Regions from separate parts of the Arachis hypogaea genome. Here region 2 is linked to region 1. The links are chromatin contacts, called in public Hi-C maps. All regions are on one chromosome and are shown on one strand. Each heading gives the region's core, a stretch centred on a gene start, on an enhancer-like site or on the middle of the called end of the contact. The rest is flanking DNA. Distances are from core to core; before and after follow the strand shown. Region 1 has its middle 31 kb from the start of LOC112769791. Region 2 holds the start of LOC112772335 (probable serine/threonine-protein kinase At1g54610).

Region 1 (4,555 bases), core at 1,614-4,113:
TAGGTATGAATATAACATTATTTTAAAAAGAATACTATTTTGTACTCAGTTGAAGACTCTCTAATTTCAAATTTTTTTTTTTACTTTGAACCAAATAAAAAAATACCCAAAAATAAGAGATGATCCATATTTGATAGGTAAGGTTATATAAGGTTATACAATTTATATTCAAATTAGTTGATTTAAATATATTTTGATGAATTTTTTAAAATTAAAATTTTGTGCTTTTAATTTATAAATATAATAGAATTTGTAATTGAAAAAAATTTAAAAGTCTATAATAAATTTAATAGTGTAATATTTTTATTATGCTAGAATTTAATGAGTTTTAATAAATTAAAATAATTATAAAAATATTTTTAAATTTAATATAAAAAAATTATTTTAAATTTGTCTTAATGTATTATAAAATTAGATCTAAGTTAAAATTTATATTATGTAAAAATTTTACAAAATTTATTAAGTATATTTATAATCACATAAATAAAAAATATATTAAATAAGTTAAATATATTTATAATTTTTTAAAAATATTTTAAATATAAATATAAAAAAATAAATAACTTTTTATGCATGGCACAGTAGCACAAATACATACACCTATGTGTGTGTGTGAAAGGATTAAAAAGTTTTATAATTCTTATCCTTTTGCAAGAATCATTGTATTGTCTTTTTCTTTCCTTCATGCTTTTGTTCATTGACCACCGCCTAGACTCCTTGGACAGGCCAAAAGATAACAATAAACCCCTCTCATCTCAAGTAACCTTTTCTTTCATCCAAAGGGTTAAAAAAGGTGTGAAATTATGATAGTTTCATAATTTGTATAAATTTGAACAAGTCATCTCATCAGCCCTAAAAATGATAACTAACAAAAATTCAACCGAATCAATTGGGATACCCTAGCAAATAATAAAGTATTGTGATATTAAGCATGATCATTTAAAATGTTTAGGATTTGTTTTGGTGTGGTAGAGTTTGTCCATTTGCAAAAATGAGTGTTGTTAAAATAGAAAGAATTTTGATATTCTATACGGTATATATGTCTTTTCCCAAAATCACATGTATCATCCTCCTAAAACAATGACTAAATGTATGAGGTTTTTATTTAGAAAATGAAAAGCATACCTAAAACATGAACTTGAGTTACACTTAATTACACATTATTATAAATAGCAACCCTAAATAAACAATTACAATATAATTACCAAAATACATTTTTTTAAAATATTTATACTGTAAATTGTGATAATTAATTTTTCCACAATAAATCATCCACTTAACCACAAACGAATGACTATTGTACGTTTTTTTATGTCTAAAATAAGATTTAAATTTCCGACTTCATGGTTAAAAAATTAGGTAATGACTAATGACCAATTAAACCACACCTACATGATTGCTGAAAACACACTTTTAGTATGTAGAGAGAATTAAGATTGAGTTGAATAAAAAACTAATTAAAAAAGTTAATAATTATTTTGAATGGTTAAATTAACATTAGTGATTATTAAAAAAATCTACCAAATACGACTATAAAATTGTTCCATCTAATATGATTTTAAGATTTAAACTTTGAGACTATAAAAGAAGATCTATATATTATTCAGTCAACTTAATATCAATAAATTTGAAATTACAAATTAGGAAAAAATATCCATCCCTCTACTCCATGTGCGCTAATAATAAAAATTGGAAGATATATATATATATATATATATATATATATATATATATATATATATATATATATATATATATATATATATATAAGAGACAACAAAATCAAAGGGAAGTGACTAAACAATAAAAATAGTCCAAATAGAAGAGAAGCCAACAATGACATTTTGGGGTTGAGAGAGAACTTTTCCTTTTTTATATTGTATTATTAGGTGTAAAATTTTTTATGATAAGTCAAATTATGTATTAAATACTGCTATAATTATTTACAAAACGTCAGTAATATTCTGTATTTTTATTACTAAAATAATATTTTTATTACAAAACGTCAAAGATATTTTGTTTTTTTATAATTAAAAGTTTTTTCTATTACAAAATATTAATAATTTTTTATACTACCACCACAACTGTATAAAACATTAAAATAATAAAATATTTTTGTATTTTATATTAAAATTATTTATATATAAAAATTTTAGCTGTTGAGAGAAGAGAAAAAAATATAAAATAGTTTTTTCGGTTAATATAAGTTAATTTTTAAAATTTTTTGTTTATTTCAAACTTTATATTTTAAATTATAAATTATTAATTCAAAAAATTAAATTTAAACTTTAACATTAATTAATATTAAATAATCAAAAGTTGATTTTATATATTTTTTTAAAAAAAATAGGGGAAGGACTTTTTTTACTCATAATAATCCTCCCCAAGAAAGCAACAAAAGAAGAATTAGGGAGGAAAAGAAAAGTTGATGAAGGACAAGAGGTTCCAATTAGCCATGACCCTACCCTCAAACCAGCTGTCTAAGGGGCATTTAATATTTCAACAGTTATCCAAAATAATCATTCATGGCTGAAATTTATGTCTTTGCCTTGTGCCATTGAGACATGCAACGAGTATAGTGGGGTCCTTTCTTTGATCATAAGTTAATATATGGGGGCATTGCCATTGGTGGGTCCGTTGTTACACTCTTGTGTCTTTATAGGGGCATAACATTGGAGTGAACTTTTCAAGATCATGAATCCCTCTTCACATTTTGTAAATTATATAATGGACAATCCCGACTTTGATTTTAATAATGGCTACACAAAGTCAAATACTAATCAGATAGTCACACACTCACACCCCATACGAGAGCTGGGACATGCTTGCCTCTTACCTTTGCTTTTTTTTTTTTTTTTCTGAGGTACCAATTCAATACCACCACTTATATCAGATAAATGTGAGCTAATATAAATGGGTCAAGTAATGGGTGGAGGTAAAATGGGCTTGAATCAAATTAGAGTCCTGTTGTGGCTAAATAAATTAGTTTGGATCAAATGAGAGTGGTTTTTTTCTTTGATAAGAGTGAGACTCGAACCTACGATTTTTAGATAAATATAAAAAGATCATGTCATTTAAGTTATAGTTCGTTGACAATAAAGTTATGCTGTTGAAAACGTGAAGGGGTTGGAAAAAAACCAGATATCTTATTAAGTGATTAGTAAGCAAAGGAAAATTCTATGATCCCTATTAATTGTTGTCTAATTTTTTGTAGTAAATTTTGAATTTTTAAAAATAATTTATTTTTATATCTTTTAAATTAAATATTAATTTTTAATTCTTTTCAGTAAATAAATACCACTTTTTAGGCATTATAATATTCACCGTAAACAAAATGTAAATCTTCAATGAGTTTATGTCAAATTTGGTGAAGGAGGAAGTGAATTGACGGGTATATGAAAGGAAACATTTGCGCTTTTACTAGAGTTTAGACACAATTCCTTATAGTTACAGATTTTTTATTTTAATAAATTAATTAATTATAATAATTATCGAAATAAATAATTTTAAAAATATTTATCGAAATAAAAATTCTTTTTTTATCTCGTTTACATTTTAAATGAGATAAGACAGATGGACGCGAAACATATATATCTCATTTACAGTGTAAACGAGATATATGTATTTTTTAAAAAAAATTTGAAAATAATAAAAAATATTAATATTATCAATAATCCAAACTTTTAACATGCAATTAGTACATAAAAAGGTTGATAGAAGAGATTAAAATAGATATGTTTAATCAATTAGTATTTAAAAAAGTTGATGGATAGTGGAAAGAGAATTGAAACGGTTATTTTTCACGTTATCTCCCACTATTTACGTGACGTTTCAATTCTCTCCCCACTATCCATCAATCTCTCTTAACAATTGGCAAATACTTATTTTTATTTTTATTTAAATCAATCCAATTGGATCATAATTTAATTTAAAAATTTTTAAAATGGATATGTTTGATGAATTAGTACTCAAGAAGAGTACATAAAAAATTTTAGTTTGTATATGTACATAAAAAAATTTATATTTCAAATTTTTATGTACTCTCATGCAACAAATAAAATTTATATGTACTCCCGTACAACAAACAAAAAGAAGTAGATAAATATAGAAGAAACAAATATATTAATAATGTATAGACAAATATATTAATAATGTATAGTTAAAAATATATTTATAACTGCTCATTACTATTTACTAGTGATTTATTTAATAGGCAATAATTATCTATTACTAGTTACTCATTACTATTTATACGTAATTTATTTAATGGACATTAACTATCTATTACTATTTATAACTGCTCATTAAATGGTACAAAAAGAGGTCATGAAATTATGACAAGCAGGGTGATCTATCCAATTTCGAATAGCTCCGTAGGTGGTGGTCCCAAAAAAGGAGGCATTACTGTGGTGCCTAATAAAAAGAATGAACTCATCCCTACAAGAACTGCCACGGTATGGAGAATGTGTATTGATTATAAAAAATTCAATGAGACCACAAGAAAAAATCACTTTTCACTCCCTTTCATGGACCAAATACTAGAAAAACTTGCAGG
Region 2 (4,709 bases), core at 973-3,472, 61 kb before region 1:
CGAACACTCTCAGGCTCAAGATTATCAAACCTCACTTTTTTCAGAGCAACAATCTTTCTTTGTTCAAGATCACGAGCTCTATAAACATTACTATAAGTTCCTTGGCCAATCTACACAGAAAAGGGTGAAAAGTTAGTCATGGCAGAAAAGTATCAAGAAGGTAATATTGATATCTTAAAATTTTTCTTGTTCCAACTCCAATTTCAGCTGAAATGGACCATAACATGAATTCAATAATGCATATAAAGGAAACAAAATCTGCTGCCGAGATTGCTGGCCTTGTCATTACCAACATGAAGCAGTAAAACACCAATCATACCTTCATTAGCGCTTCACAGTCAATCATCAATAAAATTCCAGAATTTTGTGCAAAATATTGTACAATGAGATCATGGAGATCAAATATCATGTTAACAAGAAACCTTGAAAAACATAAGAAAACAGCAAGGAGGGTTGGAACTTGGAAGACAGGGTTAAATCCTACTAGAGATAGTTTCTCTACCAATAGTTATACATTACCTAAATTGAGCATGAAAATAACAGAAATATGTCAATTCACTATCTAAAGTTAGTAGAAACTAGACAATTATGTTAGAGAAGTCAACCTAGCATCATGGCAACTTTACATACTCAAAAAAATAAGGAAATGGGGAAGCTGGTTTCTCATTTTCAAAAATAACAAAATAGGGGGCACAAAGATCAGGGGAAAAATACTCAGAAATATATTTGAAAACATTAAAATTCAAATCAATAGTCTACAAGGTAAAAACACATTATCCACATATAAAGAAAGATTGGTCAATATGCAATAAGCTAGGTAGCCAGATAAAGGAAAGAAGCAATACTTTATCCAACTTCTCAAAAGAATCTGCACGCCGAGGCAACCATCCTTTGATAGCCTCTCCAGCCACTGCAGCCAGCCATGAGGGCCATCCAGCTGCAACATGCTCTCCTTCCATGGCCTTGGGAACGGTACCAATTGCCGGATGTGGAGCTACAACATATTCCATTTTCTCCCTCTTCCTCTCAAAATTATCAGCTTGCACACGAACGGCTCCGTTCCCTTGCTTATCAATCAATCCAACCCTCGGATCATTGCTATCGTACCTATCCTTCACTCGATACGATTCCTCCCTCCTCGATGAAGCTCCCCTAGCTACACGCAAATCCGACACGGCCTTGCCCGATAAACGCTCCCTCGGACTCTCCTTACTGTCCTCAATGGCAGAGGGCTTGCAACACATGCCCCCCATTATGCACACCAAACACCCTCTCCCCCAAAAACCAATCTCCAAATCTCAATGTTTCAACCCTTCAACAGCATTTCCAATATTCTACCCTAGCATCATTCACTTCTAATAACCATAACCACCCAAAAAAAATCCACAAACCCTTCCCCAAATGTCACACCAACAAAGCTAAAATGCAATATTAACAACACATAGCAAGCCAGTACTCTTTACCAACCCAAAATTTAGTCACAAATCAGGAAACACAATATACCCAACAAATCCAAATAAACCCGATAAAATAAACAATCTATCTAGCAGTAAAAGCCCTCAATTTCAACAAATCAAGCCTCACAAATCTAAAAATTACAACTTTACTGTACCCCAGTTGAAGCAAAACCATCAAAACTTCAAAATAAGGGTTATTCTGCAGAGCAAAACCAAATTTCCAAGTGAAAACCTAAAATTTTCTGATCCAGGAGATAGAAAAGCTTGCAAATTTACAAACATCAAAACAGATCCTCAGAACCTTCTGAAAGTGAGCTCCCAAGGCATGGTTATGGAGCCTCTGAAGGATTTGCAAGAACCCAGAGAAAGAGAAATTAAAAAAAAAGGGTATGATTGAAAACTCAGGAATGGATGGAGAGAAAAAGCAAGGAAGCCATGGATCTAGGGCATAACACAAGACAGATTTGAGAGAATGATGGTAGAGTGTGTCTTGGAAGATGAAGAAAGCGAACAAACATGGTAAAAAAAGATTCAATAATAATAATAATAATAAGATTTATATTTAAATATTTGCATTATTTTATTATAAGTATAAGTACTAATAAGTAAATGCGTGACATCAATATATGAAAAAGTTTAGTTAGGAAAATAATAAATAATTAAATGTTGTCGCGGCGCATATTTATGTTGCAAAGAGGGAGTGTCCCCTGCACTGCAGCTTTGTGTGAAGAGAGAGAGAGAGAAACTCTGTCAAATACACAGTGCATCAAGACATTCCTCGTCTTCTTCATATACTGCCACGCGCCCGCACAATTTTACTGCTATGGCAAATTAACATTAATATTAATATTAATTATATCAAATTTAATTTTAATGTATTCAAAATATAAATTATTTAATTATTTTATATTATTAATAATATATTAAAATTATATTCTAATATATAATATAATAATATTTTTTAAAAAATTTAATCGGTCGAATTAAGATAAGCATTCTTAATCATGGACAAAACGTATACGTTCAACTCTTGCAAGAAAACATATTTAATTGTTTGACTCTTATTCTCCATTTAATATAGTGTATTATTGCATAAAAATAATTATTTGTACAACAAAAAAATTATTTTTACATCTATTAATTTTTTGTTTTTGTTATATTTATTATTTACTACTATTTATAAAAAAAGTAATTTAATTGAATAATATATAAATAATTTATGTTATTAATATATGAAATTTACACTTATGATCTTTTACCAAATTTGAAATACTTGTTTAATAGGTATATAAATTGTTAGTGATACAAGCTTTTATATATTATTGATGGAAACTGTTTCTAGAATCATTTGATTATATATAATTTACACAATCAAAATCATTTTTTTCCTACAATCAAAATCATTTGATTCTCATTAAAGTTAGGGGTGTGCATGGGCCGGGTGAAACCGGGTTTGATGTGACCCAGACCCGACCCGAAATATATACCGGGCCTATTTGTTAGACCCGAACCCGACCCTAGACCCGATGAAACCTATACACTTTCGGGCCACGATTATACCGGATAAAAACCGGGTGAAAACCGGGCCGTTAATATTATATTACCTTGATACCTTCTTATAAGTTAGCAAGTAAAAATATCCAAATTTCCAAGACTCCAACCATTATTTGACATAGTAAAATTCACTTAGAAAAATATAATAAGAACTAACTCTTCTCTAAAATTAAAGTATAACCATAATCAATACTAATATTGCCTAATAACACCAAATATTTAAATCAATACAAGTAACACAAGTTTATGCATTAGTCTAAAGTCTTATGCATTTTAAACATAAAACATTAACTTATAGTCTTATATATAATGACTAATAACACAAAATATTAAGGTTTACAATACTTAAATTTCACATAATAATAGCCATCATCCATCACTAATAACACAAAATATTAATTGTGTATGATGACCGGGCCACCGAGCCGATTTCGGGTGACCCGAGCTATGGCCCGGACCCGACCCGAAATAATGACCGGGTCTACTTTTGAGACCCATACCCGGCCCTAGACCCGATGAAATCACATCAAATTAGCCCCAAAGTGTTCGGGACCGGGCCGGATCTTCGGGCCGGGCCGGGTCATGCACACCCCTAATTAAAGTTATCTCAAAATCTTATCAAAACAATTTAAGGCATGATTAATTAATAATATAGAGTACTTTATATCCATAATATATTAAAATAGTCTTACCGTGTATTCAAGTTTTTTTAGTAATTAAATTGGTTTAATCTCAATAAAAATTAGTTTTATTAGTAAAAGTATGAATAATATATGTTTAACTTATTATCTCTACTAAGGTTAATATTTGTATTTCGCATTTTTTTTCTATAAATTTTTTTTATCGTTATTTTTTATTGTTTTTGTTGTTAGTTATTACTTTTTTTGTTCCTCATTTTCCTGATAATTTTGTAGAGAAGAAGAAAATGACGATGAAGAAAGAAAATTTTAAATTTGACAAAAAAAATTAATATTGATATTTCTTAATTTTGGCACTGAAATTTTGCTACAAAAATATAAAAATGTTTTCTTTGATAATATTACATTTTTTTTATTTTTTTTATTTTTCTTTCTTTCTTTTTCTCATGTTTTTACTTCTTTTTTTAAGAGCATTACTTCTCATGTTAGATTTAAATAAAAATGTCTATATTGTGTTGCAATCTTATTTAATTGAAAGAATGTAGGTTCATACTTATTAGATTAAATTATTGTCAAAAAAGTCACCAAAAAAAATTATTGTCAGAAACAAAAATAGCATTGAAATTTAAATACAATAATACAAAATGTAGAAAATAATTACATAATAAAAGATTACACTTTTACATTGACTCTATAAAATGAAATAAAATAGCACCAAATTAACATCAGAAGTTTAGTAATATGACACAAAATATTGAATCTTTCTAAAAAAATATTACAGATTCAATGAATTGAATGCTTAATTCATATATAAAACAACACATAAAATTCTAAAAAATAACAGTAAATATCTTCACTCTAATACCAAAATTTTTAACTAAATGATATGATAACTAAGAATTTATTTCATAAAGACTTGAATTACAAATTCACAACTTCTAAATAAAAAAGAGAATAAGTGAAAAAATATATATAGATAATACAATGAAATTAAGCAACATAGTTGCAAAAATTCAAAAGAAAATAAACAGTAACATTTACGTATAAGAAGAAGACGATA

Evidence for each region. Hi-C and Micro-C count contacts between places; a contact is called where the count stands out from the background.
Region 2: a Hi-C map of leaf shows a contact between it and region 1, with 1.8 times the contacts expected there. The contact joins the promoter of LOC112772335 here to the enhancer-like site in region 1. A contact is called at or near these places in 2 of 8 Hi-C or Micro-C datasets (both in leaf).

What each region holds. Positions count from the first base shown.
Region 1 is chr18:24,857,194-24,861,748 of arahy.Tifrunner.gnm2.J5K5, reverse strand. No RefSeq gene overlaps it. Among protein-coding and RNA genes, the nearest start is that of LOC112769791, 31 kb to the right of the region's middle. Within about 2 kb of position 2,863, at least 2 of the 3 cell types and tissues checked have open chromatin away from gene starts, as enhancers often do.
Region 2 is chr18:24,917,126-24,921,834 of arahy.Tifrunner.gnm2.J5K5, reverse strand. It overlaps LOC112772335 (probable serine/threonine-protein kinase At1g54610), which reads right to left and starts at 2,222. Exons shown (of 8, transcript XM_025817256.3): 1 at 846-2,222; 2 at 1-110. The coding sequence starts at 1,253.